Linked DNA regions of Sus scrofa: region 2 is linked to region 1. The links are chromatin contacts, called in public HiChIP or PLAC-seq maps. All regions are on one chromosome and are shown on one strand. Each heading gives the region's core, a stretch centred on a gene start, on an enhancer-like site or on the middle of the called end of the contact. The rest is flanking DNA. Distances are from core to core; before and after follow the strand shown.

The links. HiChIP or PLAC-seq counts read pairs in DNA pulled down with a chosen protein or histone mark.
Region 2: an H3K27ac HiChIP or PLAC-seq map of skeletal muscle shows a contact between it and region 1, with 5 times the contacts expected there. The contact joins two enhancer-like sites. A contact is called at or near these places in 1 of 47 Hi-C or Micro-C datasets (skeletal muscle) and 1 of 2 datasets of contacts at active chromatin or transcription factors (skeletal muscle).

The regions. Positions count from the first base shown.
Region 1 is chr3:56,108,697-56,115,559 of Sscrofa11.1, forward strand. All of the region lies in intron 7 of VWA3B (von Willebrand factor A domain-containing protein 3B), which reads right to left. Among named protein-coding and RNA genes, the nearest start is that of VWA3B, 61 kb to the right of the region's middle. Within about 2 kb of position 3,300, at least 3 of the 83 cell types and tissues checked have an H3K27ac peak or open chromatin away from gene starts, as enhancers often do. A contact at or near this core is called in skeletal muscle, where this site is marked.
Region 2 is chr3:56,406,794-56,413,656 of Sscrofa11.1, forward strand. TMEM131 (transmembrane protein 131) reads left to right here. Exons shown (of 41, transcript XM_021087250.1): 11 at 56-117; 12 at 5,894-6,002. Among named protein-coding and RNA genes, the nearest start is that of TMEM131, 130 kb to the left of the region's middle. Within about 2 kb of position 2,353, at least 8 of the 83 cell types and tissues checked have an H3K27ac peak or open chromatin away from gene starts, as enhancers often do. A contact at or near this core is called in skeletal muscle, where this site is marked.

The DNA.
Region 1 (6,863 bases), core at 2,050-4,549:
ACCTACAATTCTCTTCTCATGTCTCTCCACCAGAGCATACTGTGCACATGAGGCCAGCTGCAACTCCAATAGGCAACCATGCTTAAAACATCATTCATTCATTTTCAGTGGCATCTGTGAGCCCAGCCACCAGCCTGGAACCACTCAAGGCATTTTGAGGGGTATGGTGGAGTCCCTGCTCTAGGAAGCGTCTACAAGGTTGTTGAGACAAGAATTCAGCAGATGTATTCTCTAGTTTTAAAGACTCTATTCCAGTAAGAGTTTATTTAAAAACAAACACACAAAAACAAATGTATTTTACAGACTGTACAGAGTTGGTTCAGGGAACACTGATGTTACTACTTAAGTAAGCGGAGTCCAAATTCTCCAATGATAAGCACCTTTTGGAGGTACCTGCTATGTGCCTGGCATTGTGCTTAGGGCTATCTAAACATTTTCTCATTTCCCTTCACCACAATTCCGCAGATAAATTCTATTCCTCTCCCCATTTCACGGCTGTATAAACTGAGGCAGAGCTAGTTGTCCAAAGTCATAACATCAAAGAGTGGCAGTGCAGGGGGTGAAACTCAAGTTGGTGTGACTGTACCAACTCAGCCACCCTGACTAGTTGTCCTGGAAAAAGGATGGCTGGTTTACATTCCCCTGCAGCCCCTCCTGCAGCTGGTGATGGCATCCCACGTACCATGTGTGTCCACAAACAGGCCACGAATGCCTGAGATCCAACAACCCCAGAGGATGAGGGACCACTATCAGGTCTAGGGGCCACTCCAGGAGATTCGTCCACCTGGGGCAAAAGGACCGACCTTAAGCCACCAAGATAGACCAGGGCAGACCAAAGTCAATGTTTCTGATTTTTAAAATGTAGTCCAGGAGTCCCCACTGTGGCACAACAGGATTGGTGGCATCTCCACAGCGCAAGGATGCAGGTTTGATCCCCAGCCCAGCACAGTGGGTTAAGGATCCAGCATTGCCATAGCTGCGGTGTACAGAGCAACTACGGCTCAGATCTGATCCCTGGCCTGGGAACTACATATGCCACAGGACAGCCAAAAAAACAAAATAAATTGCAGCCTAGAAGGGTGGGGTGGAATTAAGGGACATCAGAGCCCTGGCCTCCTGAAGTGGCCAGATCAGGTGAGAGAGTATTAATAGCTATATTCATTAAGAAGCAAGTGACGAGCCCTGACAGAGATGGACGGCCACCAGGTTTCTGCAGCCATCAGCAGCCCAAGGAGAGAAATGTGATGAGCACCCAGCTCCGCCTAGGAACTCCAAAAATATCACAGGCTGCTGCCAATTGCAAACCTGGAGCTCACAGGACTTTCTGACCCTATGAAAAAGCAGAACTAACTTCCGGCTGCTTGCTTCAGCCTGGACGTGTTAAGTAGCAGAATTCTCTCTTCAAAGGTTTCAGAGGAGTCAAGGCTTTCCATGTGCCCAGACCTGTCAATAATATCTTAAGAAAGAGTGAGCCACAGGTCAGCATGCAAGGAAAAACCTCCAAGGAAATACAGTTGACTGGCTGATTCAGGGACAGGAGAGTGTGTTTAAGGGGACAGCCATGACCCAAGATGTGCTCCTCTGAGCATGTAGTAATTAGACTCTCACTACACTGGGTTAGTCGTTATAATGGATCAGAAAACAAAACTCACAACTACCCATTTAACTAGGTTTGCTTTAAAAACAAATGAAACAAAACCAGCCAGTGGACCATAACAATCACGGGCAATAAAAAGCCTAACTTAGAAGGTGGAATTTTATTTCAAGTTATTCTACAGGCAGCGGGGAAGGGCTGCCATTTTTATCTGGGTTGTGTCTAAGGGACTTAGCTGGGAAATCAGACAGGGAGACAGCCCCACTGGAAATAGAAGAGCCTGGAGACAGGGCACAGGAAACTTAGTGTTCCGAGAGCTCTGTGGGTTTGCAATTCTCCAGGCCAAACCAGAGAGGAGACAAAACCCCACTGGATCCTGTCCATCAAGGGAGGGGCCAGCCAAGGCCTGCTGTACACAGAAAGAGGATATGGTTCCTCATGGGCACATCCAGGTGACCCAGAAGATCCTCCCCCTTCCTCACCAAACCCCAACATCCCCCACATGCCTAGTGGAACAACCTGAAGGTTCGGAGTATGCTGACACCACTGCAAGTGCTGTCACATCAAGCTGCTGTTTTGCCTTAGCCCCCGGTACTGACTTCTCAGACTGCTGACTTAACAGATGAACGAGACCCAGGTCAGATACGTGTGGGTGTGTCAGGGGAAGAGCCCACGGAGTACCTGCCACAAACACCACCTGCCTGTTAAGGCTTCCTGTCAAACCTTCCTGTCTCACCTGCAGGATACAGTCCAGTCCAACTCATTAATCTGTTCACTCAGCAAATACTTGTTGCGCACTTACCACAGATAGGGAGTGGGCACTGCCAGGACTGAGGATGCAGCAGTGAGCAGGGTTCTGCTCCCTGAACTGGCATTCAAGTCCAGGGTTCAGGACCCCCATTTCACCCCCTCTAATACTGTCAGCCTGAACCCTGCCAGGACACTATCCTCCCAGCCCTCCAGGGCCCCTGCACTCCCACTGCCCTCCCACTCAGGGCACTCAGAGCCCTCCACTGCACTCAGCCGCACCCTTCATTCAAGGCACCAGCCTGGCTCCACCAGCAAGCTTTGCCCAGTCACTCCAGAGAACAATGATCTGCCCCTCACTTCTTCTCAATTCTGGTGAAATGAGCCAGCCACAATCACTGTTCTCAGTGGAGGCTTTTGCTGCCTGGACATACTCTCAGGCCATTAGACAGGCGGGCACCATATGCAATTCCTGGCTGCCTCCTGGCACATCAACCTCCAACTCTAATGAGCATAAAGAAGCATCAGCTGGAGATGGTGAATTAGTCTATCCAGACCTGGAATCCAGGCTAATTCAAGTCCAACTTGACAAACATGAGGCTTTATTTTTAGTAAGCAGCTGCTTACAGCACAGCTCACCATTCAGCACTGGTCCAGGGCCATCCCAGGGCTGAGAGCTATTATGATCTTCAGCTTTCCTATGGTATTAGCCCACAGTGTTAGATTACAGTTTACGTTTGAACGGACACAGTGTCTCTTCTTTGTATCCTCCATGGTAGTCAGCACAGGATCCAGGGCTTTCAGGAAGAATTCCTATCCTTTCTTCTTTTTGTTTTTCCTTATGACAAAGAAATAATGACCTCAAAGAATTGCTCTGTCTCATAATTGACGGCCCCAATAACGCAAGAAACTCTTCTGACTGGTATATAACAGACTTGTATCATTTGAGCATGTGGCTGTGCCCTAGGGATTCCAGATCTCAAGAGTGACTTGCCCTAAAGCAGCAGTGATATCCTTTTTAGATCCTTGGGCCTCAGCTAAGCAAGGCTCCCCGCCATGATTCTGAAATATTAGCAATACCAATGAAATTAAAACCACCCTCAGCAACCCTGAATCCCAGACCATCACCTGGGTCCTCCTGTGGGCTGGTTTGTTAGTGGTCATTTCCCCCTTGCCTAGGACCCCTGGGGAGTAACTGGCCCCACTGGGTAGAGACTGCTCACTGCCTGAGCCCTAAACTCCTACCTGACCATGAGGGTCCGAAAGAGCTGAATATGACTATCAAAGGCAGTATTTTCAGGAAAACACTGCATATATATTTTCATAAAGCAATATGACATTTTAAAATAATAATCCACTATGAGGTGATTAAAATTCCCAGAGACCTAAACTTATAGTATGGATCTGGTAAAAGGGGGCATATTGCATCCATAAAGGGATTGAAAGTGGTGAAATCAGAAGTTTTTGTTGTAATGGGAAAATTCCCAGTTCCTTGTGTTAAATTACATACTAAGATGTTTTGCTCAGTCTCACCCAAAGGAAATTAACTACTAATTAATTTAAGCAAATAGAGTCATTTTGCTATCCTGATATGCTTTCTTGGGACAATGAATACATGTGTTTCACAAGCATCATGATGTCTTAAAAGCAATTTCAAATGTCAAGGATGGGCAACTCTTAGATGGTTATGGTACCATCTCCTGGGGCCTCCTTCTTCTAAGCAGAAGGCAGCAAAATGCAAATGTAATGCAGTCTAATTGTCCAATATTCATATAGAAAACCTGAATACAAACCATAACTCTTCTCCCCATGCTAGAGAGCAAGTCTTCCACCAAACTCCATGAGAACATGACCCCAGGCTCTGGGTGCTACTGACTAACAGGCGATAAATACACAAGCACAAAGAAGAGAAGCAATATCTAAAGAAAAGATGTCCCAAATGCCCATGAATAAAGTTACACTGAATAAATCTATTTAGAACAGGTAACACCATTTAAAAGACATCAACTCATAGGATATTTTAATGAAATGGTAAATTTGAGGGAAATTTGTGAGTTTCCTTGAGAGCAAATTTACTAAATTTTTTGTTTTTTAGCTTTCCCAATCACAAAAAAAGGCCTGAACTTTTGGTTCTAAGGGAACTACAGGACCCCCAAAAGAATGCAAGATGGCCCCAGGGCTGCTCTCTGAGTTCCATCAACCAGCTCTGAACTGGGCTGAGCCTGCCACTGCTGGGTGCCAAGAAAGGGCTCTAGGGAGCAGTGCGGGGGTCCTGGTGAAAGGCCATGCTGCAGCCCAGAGTTAAGAACAAACAAGGAACCCAGGACTCAAACCCACTATGGGGAAAGAAATACAAGGGCTCCCTGCCCTTAAAGAAACTGACCCTCTGGTGGGAAAACTGGACCTTTACACACATCAGGTAAAGGTGTGAACTAAGGGAAGAAGAGGGTTGAGTATACATGGGCAATTCTTTTTTTCCCATGTTTTAAAATTTACTTTATTGAAATATAGTTGATTTACAATGTTGCTTTAATTTCTGCTATAGAGCAAAGTGATTCAGATATATATATACACATACACATACATATGTATATCCTTTTTCATATGCTTTTCCATATGGTTTATTATAGGTCATTGAATAAATACAGTTCCCTGAGCTATACAGTAGGACCTTGCTGTTTGTCCATTTTATATATAATACTTTGCATACACTATTCCCAAACTCCCAGTCCATCCCTCCCCTTTGGCAACCACAAATCTGTTCTCTTTATCTGTTCTTCAGATAAGTTCATTTGTGTCATATTTTAGATTCCACATGTAAGTAAAATCATATGGTATTTATCTTTCTCTGTCCGACTTCACTCAGTATGAGAATTATCTACCTGCATCCATGTTGCTGCAAATGGCATTATTTCATTCTTTATTTTATTTTATTTTTTTCCCACTGTACAGCATGGGGATTAAGTTACTCTTACATGCATACATTTTTTTCCCACCTTTTGTTCTGTTGCAATATGAGTATCTAGACATAGTTCTCAATGCTATTCAGCAGGATCTCCTTGTAAATCTATTCCAAGTTGTATCTGATAACCCCAAGCTCCCGATCCCTCCCACTCCCTCTCTCTCCCATCAGGCAGCCACAAGTCTATTCTCCAAGTCCATGATTTTCTTTTCTGTGGAGATGTTCATTTGTGCTGGATATTAGATTCCAGTTATAAGTGATATCATACAGTATTTGTCTTTCTGACTCATTTCACTCAGTATGAGAGTCTCTAGTTCCATCCATGTTGCTGTAAATGGCATTATGTCATTCTTTTTTTATGGCTGAGTAGTATTCCATTGTGTATATATACCACATCTTCCGAATCCAATCATCTGTCGATGGACATTTGGGTTGTTTCCATGTCCTGGCTATTGTGAATAGTGCTGCAATGAACATGCGGGTGCATGTGTCTCTTTTAAGTAGAGTTTTGCCTGGATATATGCCCAAGAGTGGGATTGCGGGGTCATATGGAAGTTGTATGTATAGATTTCTAAGGTATCTCCAAACTGTTCTCCATAGTGGCTATACCAGTTTACATTCCCACCAACTGTGCAGGAGGGTTCCCTTTTCTCCACACCCCCTCCAGCACTTGTTATTTGTGGATTTATTAAAGATGGCCATTCTGACTGGTGTGAGGTGGTATCTCATGGTAGTTTTGATTTGCATTTCTCTTATAATCAGCGACGTCGAGCATTTTCTCATGTGTTTGCTGGCCATCTGTGTATCTTCCTTGGAGAACAGTCTATTCAGGTCTTTTGCCCATTTTTCCATTGGTTGATTGGCTTTTTTGCTTTTGGGTTGTATAAATTGTTTATATATTCTGGAGATTAAGCCCTTGTCCATTGGATCATTTGAAACTATTTCCTCCCATTCTGAAAGTTGTCTTTTTGTTTTCTTTTGGGTTTCCTTTGCTGTGCAAAAGATTTTCAGTTTGATGAGGTCCCATGGGTTTATATTTGCTCTAATTTCTATTGCTTTGGGAGACTGACCTGAGAAAATATTCATGATGTTGATGTCAGAGAGTATTTTGCCTATGTTTTCTTCTAGGAGTTTGATGGTGTCCTGTCTTATATTTAAGTCTTTCAGCCATTTGGAGTTTGTTTTTGTGCATGGTGTGAGGGTGTGTTCTAGTTTCATTGCTTTGCATGCAGCTGTCCAGGTTTCCCAGCAATGCTTGATGAACAGACTTTTTCCCATTTTATGTTCTTGCCTCCCTTATCAAAGATTAATTGACCATAGGTGTCAGGGTTTATTTCTGGGTTCTTATTCTGTTCCATTGGTCTGTCTGTCTGTTTTGATACCAGTACCACACTGTTTTGATGACTGTGGCTTTGTAATATTTCTTTAAGTCTGGAAAAGTTATGCCCCCTGCTTATTTTCTGTTTCTCAGGATTGCTTTGGTGATTCTGGGTCTTTTGTTGTTCTATATAAATTTTTGGATTGTTTGTTCTAGTTCTGTGAAAAATGTCATGGGTAGTT
Region 2 (6,863 bases), core at 1,103-3,602, 300 kb after region 1:
TGACTTACTATTAAAGCATACCATTTTAACAATTTCTTTTCCTCAATTTTATCAGATCTACCAAAAGTTTTAAATCTTCATTTATTAAACTCGGGAACAAAAGATGTACCAATAACAGTAAGTTTTTACTTATTTCTTCCTAACTTCTATATTCTTTGTCTTTAAACTTGTGACAAAGTTTAAAATAATTAAACTCTAGCTCTAAAGGAATTCGGTTTTGTAGTGACCTGGTGACACTTTGGTTCAAAGTGTAATATAAGAAACCTGTTCTGCCTCTCTAGTCACCAGCCTTTAAGGTTGAGAAGGGCATGTGGTCTTCTCCAAGGTAAGTTTGAACCAAAGTTCATGAGGTTCCTGTTTAGCAGAAGCGTATAAGGGGCAGAAGCATATAAGAGCACATAAGGATTCTGATAAATCCTGGGATCTGTGTGCCATGTGCCAAGAAAAACAGGTTGTAAGGATTCCATCTGGTTTGGTTGTTAGACTTAATGTTTGGTTAAATAAGGAGAGAGAAGAAAAGATTCAGATGAGTTGGGAAGAGAAGTCACAAAGCTAGAACTGCGGTAGGTAGTGGTAGTGCTGTTAACATTTGTCACAGATACCCCTTCTGACTGGCAGCTGCCGTGGTCACCCTGGACAGCACACTGTGAACTAGAGGTCTCTCTTTCCCTTACACATATACACAGAACCAGTGACTGGGATGCCTTTTACATGGTTTGGGGGGTGGGGTGGGGGGACAGGGCTATCCGGATTTTGCTTTACCAACCACAGCCCCACCTCAAGGTGAGGTGATCCACACATTACATAGAGAATAATGAACAAGGAAGGCATTATATTTTTATTATGACCCATGCTGATGTCGGAAAGCTAAATTCAGAGAAATCTGATAAAATAAGATAGGCTATGAGACTTAAGAGACTGCTCTTCATCCCTGACCAAACCTAGTGTTTGTTTACCTCCAGCTGGTGGAGTAGAGACCAAAGAGAAGAGCGTATACAAACCCTGAATAATGGGAGGGACGGTCATCTCAGGAACCACATTTCAGTTCACAGTGACCTTGCTCACTAGCTAGCAGGGTCATAGTCTAAGCAGTGTCCTGACATATGACCTAGTATATCTTTCTGCTAGGGAGAAGCATTAAGGCTGGTTATGGGAATGGAGTCTGGTAAAAAGCTCTCCCCAATGCACAGTGGAGCTGAAACTGCCCCCACCTGAGGTTCCTAGCACCCTAGTAATAGGCCAGCTGAGAGAGATCTGCCTTTCAGTTGCCTGAATCTGGTGGGATCCACACCCCTGCTCCTCCAGGCATTGTCAAGGGTGAAGGACCCTTCCACAGATGACAAGGAACAGTTCCTTTGACCTAGCCACCCTGGTGCCATATTTTTCTTAAAAAAGAAAAAAAAAAAAAATACGTAATGCAGACTGTTTCTACTACATTGAGGGGTTAGTGATTGGGGGTCTTTAATCTGCATTGAAATTTTCATCAGTCTATAAAAAAAGGACCAAAATAAGAGCAATATAAGTGTTTATAAAAATTTGAGTGTGTGTATGTTAGCATAATTAACAAAGTCATGAATGTATTTCTGTATCTTCCTGAGCCAGTTTCAGTAGCTTATGAGTTTCTAGGAAGTTTTTCATTTCATCTAACTTGCCTAATTTGTTGATATACCATTGCTCAAAGTATGTGTTGTAAAAAGTCACTGTATGGAGTTCCTGTCGTGGCACAGAGGAAACGAATCCAACTAGGAACCATGAGGTTGCAGGTTTGATCCCTGGCCTCGCTCAGTGGGTTAAGGATCCGGCATTGCCGTGAGCTGTGGTGTACGTCGCAGATGTAGCTTGGATCTGGCCCTTGTTGCTGTGGCTGTGGTGTAGGCCAGCGACAACAGCTCTGATTAGACCCCTAGCCTGGGAACCTCCATATGCTGCGGGTGTGGCCTTAAAAGACAAAAGACAAAAAAAAAAAAAAAGAAAAGAAAAGAAAGTCACCATAGCTGCATTGTGGTGAATGAACTGCAGAAAGTTTAAAATCTCTTGTAGTGGTCTGCCTGGGAGGTGATGGTAGCTTGGACCTCTCGCCTTATCAGCCATGGGAACTGAGTTTTAAAAGAGCTTCCTAAGGTTTTCCCTGTGTTTTTCTGCATCATATGCCAGACTTAGAGACTGGTGCATTTTTAGAAGGGTCCCTAATTCCCTCCATTTCACAAATTTATAGCATTTTAGGATGGGCTCAGCAGTACTAGTGGCTGAAAAGTCTTTTTTAAATTTCCCTTCATGGAATTCAGCTTTCAAGATATAAGACTACCAAACCAAGCAGTTCCAAATATAATTTCCCCACTTGTCAATGGGCAGGATGCCCAGGTTCAGGCCTTCCTGCCATTGATTGACTATAATGCAACTTTGAGAATATGGTTTTCCTCAACATTTACAAAACATTAATGCTGTACAAATAAGGGAATGAGTTTGCTTGAGATGTTTTAAGAGTCACCTTTGTGTGAAGTTTCCTTGTTAATGAATAAGAATCACAAATGTATTTAATTAATTTTACCACTATCAACTTGATAAGCACCTTAGTGAATTTGTGCACCTGTTGTTAAAAGTTTATTTGCTCTATATGAAAAGGTTATTTTCCTTGCTTGCTTAAATTAAACTTTTGCCTAAATAAGTTTTAGAATGTCCTGGGCCTTGAGTCTCACTTGAGAGTTCCTGAGCATTAGTTGGGTATGCATGTCGTGAGAAAGGATGGAACTATATTTAGAGCTTGTGCAAGCTGCCTTTCCTGGGAATCTTGCCATATATTTTCCCCTTCTTGATTATCTAAGTAAGCAACAGTTAGTGACTGATATTAAAACAGATTGTTAGTATAAATATACTTACAAGTTAATCGTTATTTATTTTTCATTTGAAGCCATCAGAAGGAGCCAACGTTTTGTTTTGTTTTGCTTTGTTTTTGTTTCCTTGGAAAACAGGTTTTAACTGATTGAGGGATTTTTTTTTTTCTAAATGGTAATAATTCAACAGTTCAGACCATTTGTATAAAATATGAGCCAATTGAATATTTTTTTTACTACTAGTGTGACATGTTTTAAGGTAATAACTTTATATTATAATAAATTAAATATAATAAATAAAAATATAAAATATTTTTCCTCTGGTAAGGAAAATCTTCAAGTATGTTTCATGTGAGAGGAACTTTTTTTTTATCAACTATTTATTCTAAATTCTTACTACTTAACAGTGACTATGTGGTAATAAGTACCATCACTTAGCTGTTTCTGCCATGGTGTTATGCCCTTTAAAAGTATTGTGCTTGTGAAATTCACACTCTGGTGCAGCCGGTTAAGAATCTGGCATTGCCATAGCTGTGGTGTAGGTCACAGCTGTGGCTTGGATTCAGTTCCAGACCCATGAATTCCATATATCATGGATGTGGCCATTTAAAAAAAAAAAAAAAAAAAAAAAAGTGTGCTTGTTACTGATTAACCACCACTTTAATCATGTTTGAAAATAATCCAGGTTCCATTGCTGCTGTGTCATAATCAACAGAACAAGTGAAAGAATTAGGAACTATGGCTCTCCTCTGTAAACAGAGCTTTTTATGATCATCTCTAACAAATCTTGACCTCAAGATAATGTGGCGTATTCAAAAAAACAGCAAAATTAATCAAAATCACAAAAATATTTTAGATAGATGGAAACTTAGAAAATATCTAATCCAATCCCCTAGGATTTTATGGAAGGGAAAAAGTAAGGCCCCTTAAAGTAAACGGGCAGTTTACTCAAACTCACACTTCTGGTTAAATAGTTAACATCCTTTTGTTGCATAAACTGATCACCATGGGTTGTCACATATACTTCTATAGTACTTTCCTTCGGGAAATGTGTTAGTATGTGGAGTTCCCCTCGTGGCTCGGTAGTCAACGAACCCAGCTAGGAATGATGAGATTGTGGGTTCGATCCCTGGCCTTGATCAGGGGGTTAAGGATCCAGCGTTGCCGTGAGCTGAGGTGTAGGTCGCAGACTCAGCTCAGATCCGGCATTGCTGTGGCTGTGGTGTAGGCCAGTAGCTACAGCTCTAATTGGACCCCTAGCCTGGGAATCTCCATATGCCACAGATGCAGCCCTTTAAAAAAAAAAAAGGAAAAAAAAAAAGTATTAGTAGAGTAGTATAGTATAGTGAATTCAAATGAACCTTTCTCCAGTTTGTAGTTTCTCTTATAGTCAGACTGCTTTGTCTTAATTGTTAAAAATACAAACACACACACACCCACATATGCACATGTACATACATACGTACCTACATACCCATCAAGGAATAGAGATTGGTACTTTAAATGATTGCTAATAACAGCAAGCTTATTGATAGTAAATATGTGGATGGAACCAGTCAATCCCCAGCCCCAGTTAGAGCTTCAAAGCAAATGAGTTCTCAAAGGAAGAGGAGTTCCTGTTGTGGCATAGCAGAAATGAATCCAACTAGGAACCATGAGGTTGTGGGTTCAATCCCTGTCCTCACTCAGTTTATTAAAGCTCCGGCATTGCTTTGAGCTGTGGTGTAGGTTGCAGACACAGCTTGGATCTGGTGTGGGTGGCGTAGGCTGGCAGCAACAGCTCCAATTAGACCCCTGGCCTAGGAACCTCCATATGCTGTGGGTGTGGCCCTAAAAAGACAAAAAAAGACAAAAAAAAAGAAGAGAAAGATAGATAAGAGTTAAAATGCTAAGAGAGCCAGAAGCCCAGAAGTAAGGCCATTAAGATCTCCAGCACAGGCCCTCCCTGCCTGCACCTTGAGGAGCTGGGCTGCACCTTGCAAAGTTCCCTGTGATTGCAGACAATGCAAGGGACAGTTTTTCCTCATGCTTTTCCGAGGTGCTTCTTGGGCCTTCAAAGGACCATCCTTTGTTCTCTTGAGGCAGAAACCACCTTTATAAATGAGCAGAAAAATGGGTGGGGAACAGCTGGGGTGGAACTTGGTGGCTCTAGGAGCCCTGACAGCACAGTCTTAGCAGGCTTGCCTGATGAGAGTGCCTTTCTGTGGGACATGTCAGGCTTCGGCAAGTTTAAAAAGCCACTGGAAATTCAGCAAAAACCCCAGAAGCATTTGGAAACCAAAGCAAGATTCAAGTTGAATTCTAAGGGAAGATTTTTTTGATCAAGATTCGTGTGCAATGGAGTTCCTATTGTAGCCCAGCAGGTTAAGAACCTGACAGTGTCTGTTAGGATGTGGGTTCAATCCCTAGCCTCACTCAGTGGGTTAAGGGTCCAGTGTTGCCTCGGGTTATGGCATTAGGTCATAGATAGATCTCATCTGGCATTGACGTGGTGGTGATGTAGGCTGGCAGCTGCAGCTTTGATTCCACCTTTGGCCTGGGAACTTCCCTATGCCAGAGGTGTGGCCATAAGAAGAGAGGAAAAAAAAGAAATAGGATCTGCAAAACTGCCTTGGCAAAGGGACACCAGCTCCCAAATAAGCGCATTCTTCATCTTCATATAGTCAGGATGTTACATTTAGTGTTTAAATTTCTGTAAGAGGGGCCCTATCATAAATCTTCATGTCACTTTCCCTTATAGGTGAACTAGGGGTCCATGTAGATAATAAATACTCTTTTCCTATTTTATGTATGCATACCTAGTATACTAGTTTGTCTTTAGTTTCTTACACACTCAACTTATCAGTCATGCATTTTTTTCCTCTAGTCATCATTTTATTTCATAAAAATAGTCCAATGAAATTAATTTGATGTTACACCAGTTTGGGGCCTCCTCCATTCAAAGGGACCATATAAAGTTCACCTTTTTACATTTTGGTTCTGCTTTACTTTTCCAGTATACTTTTCAGTATAAACTGAACCATTAGACTGAAATAATGCTATGTAAATTTTTCTCTTTGCAGAGTGTTCGACCTACACCACAAAATGATGCTATAACAGTACACTTTAAACCAATTACATTAAAAGCTTCAGAAAGTAAATATACCAAGGTTGCAAGTATTAGTTTTGATGGTAAGTATTCAACTTTTTCTCTCTAACAGAGTGGTCTTATTTTTCTAAATTAGAGGACATTTGTGTTGACATCTTAATGTAGAAACCGAGACCATTTTACAGTCAGATTGTATAGTACTGGTTTTTCTTACAAACTGTCATGAATTCTTATTTGATTGTTTCATGAAAGACAATATTATAACTTCATAAACCTAAGTTAGTATTAGCAAATATATTAGGATTGTAGAAAGTTTTGTAATCAGGGCTCTTTCACATATATACCTGTTATGCTTAGCTTTAATTATGAAGTCATTAATTTTCCTGATTGAGTGAATATATATTTGAATTTCAGAAGCATTTTTTAACTTAAGAGTAGAAATAAACTATTTCCTGTAACATTTCCATATATTGGCTTGTATAAACAAGACAGTCCTACCCAAACTAAAATAACAGGCTTTGTGATAGAATTGTCAAGGTAAATAATTACTATTTCAAACATATATATTGCATATTTTGGCATTTGAAATATTTACCCAGACTGTAACATGTTTTTATTCAATTTTGTCTACTTTACTGGAACATTTACTAAATTTTCTATCATAGATTTTTTAAAATAGTGACTTAATGGCTATCTAACTGAATACATAATTAAATTTAATGAAAGCTTGAAACTCCAAATGGGACTTTTCTCATAAGGGCTCATCCATTGAGGAGCCCTGAAACTTAAACTTTGGCTTCATGATAAGACCGTCTTTGCACGTAGTCCACATTTCACAACTAAGCTCCTCCTCAGAAGAGCGCATTCAGGCACGGAGTGACCTGCTGCGTGCAGTGCAGCGTGTGTGAGGGCATCGGTGCACGCTCCACGCAGGTGGAGCGTCT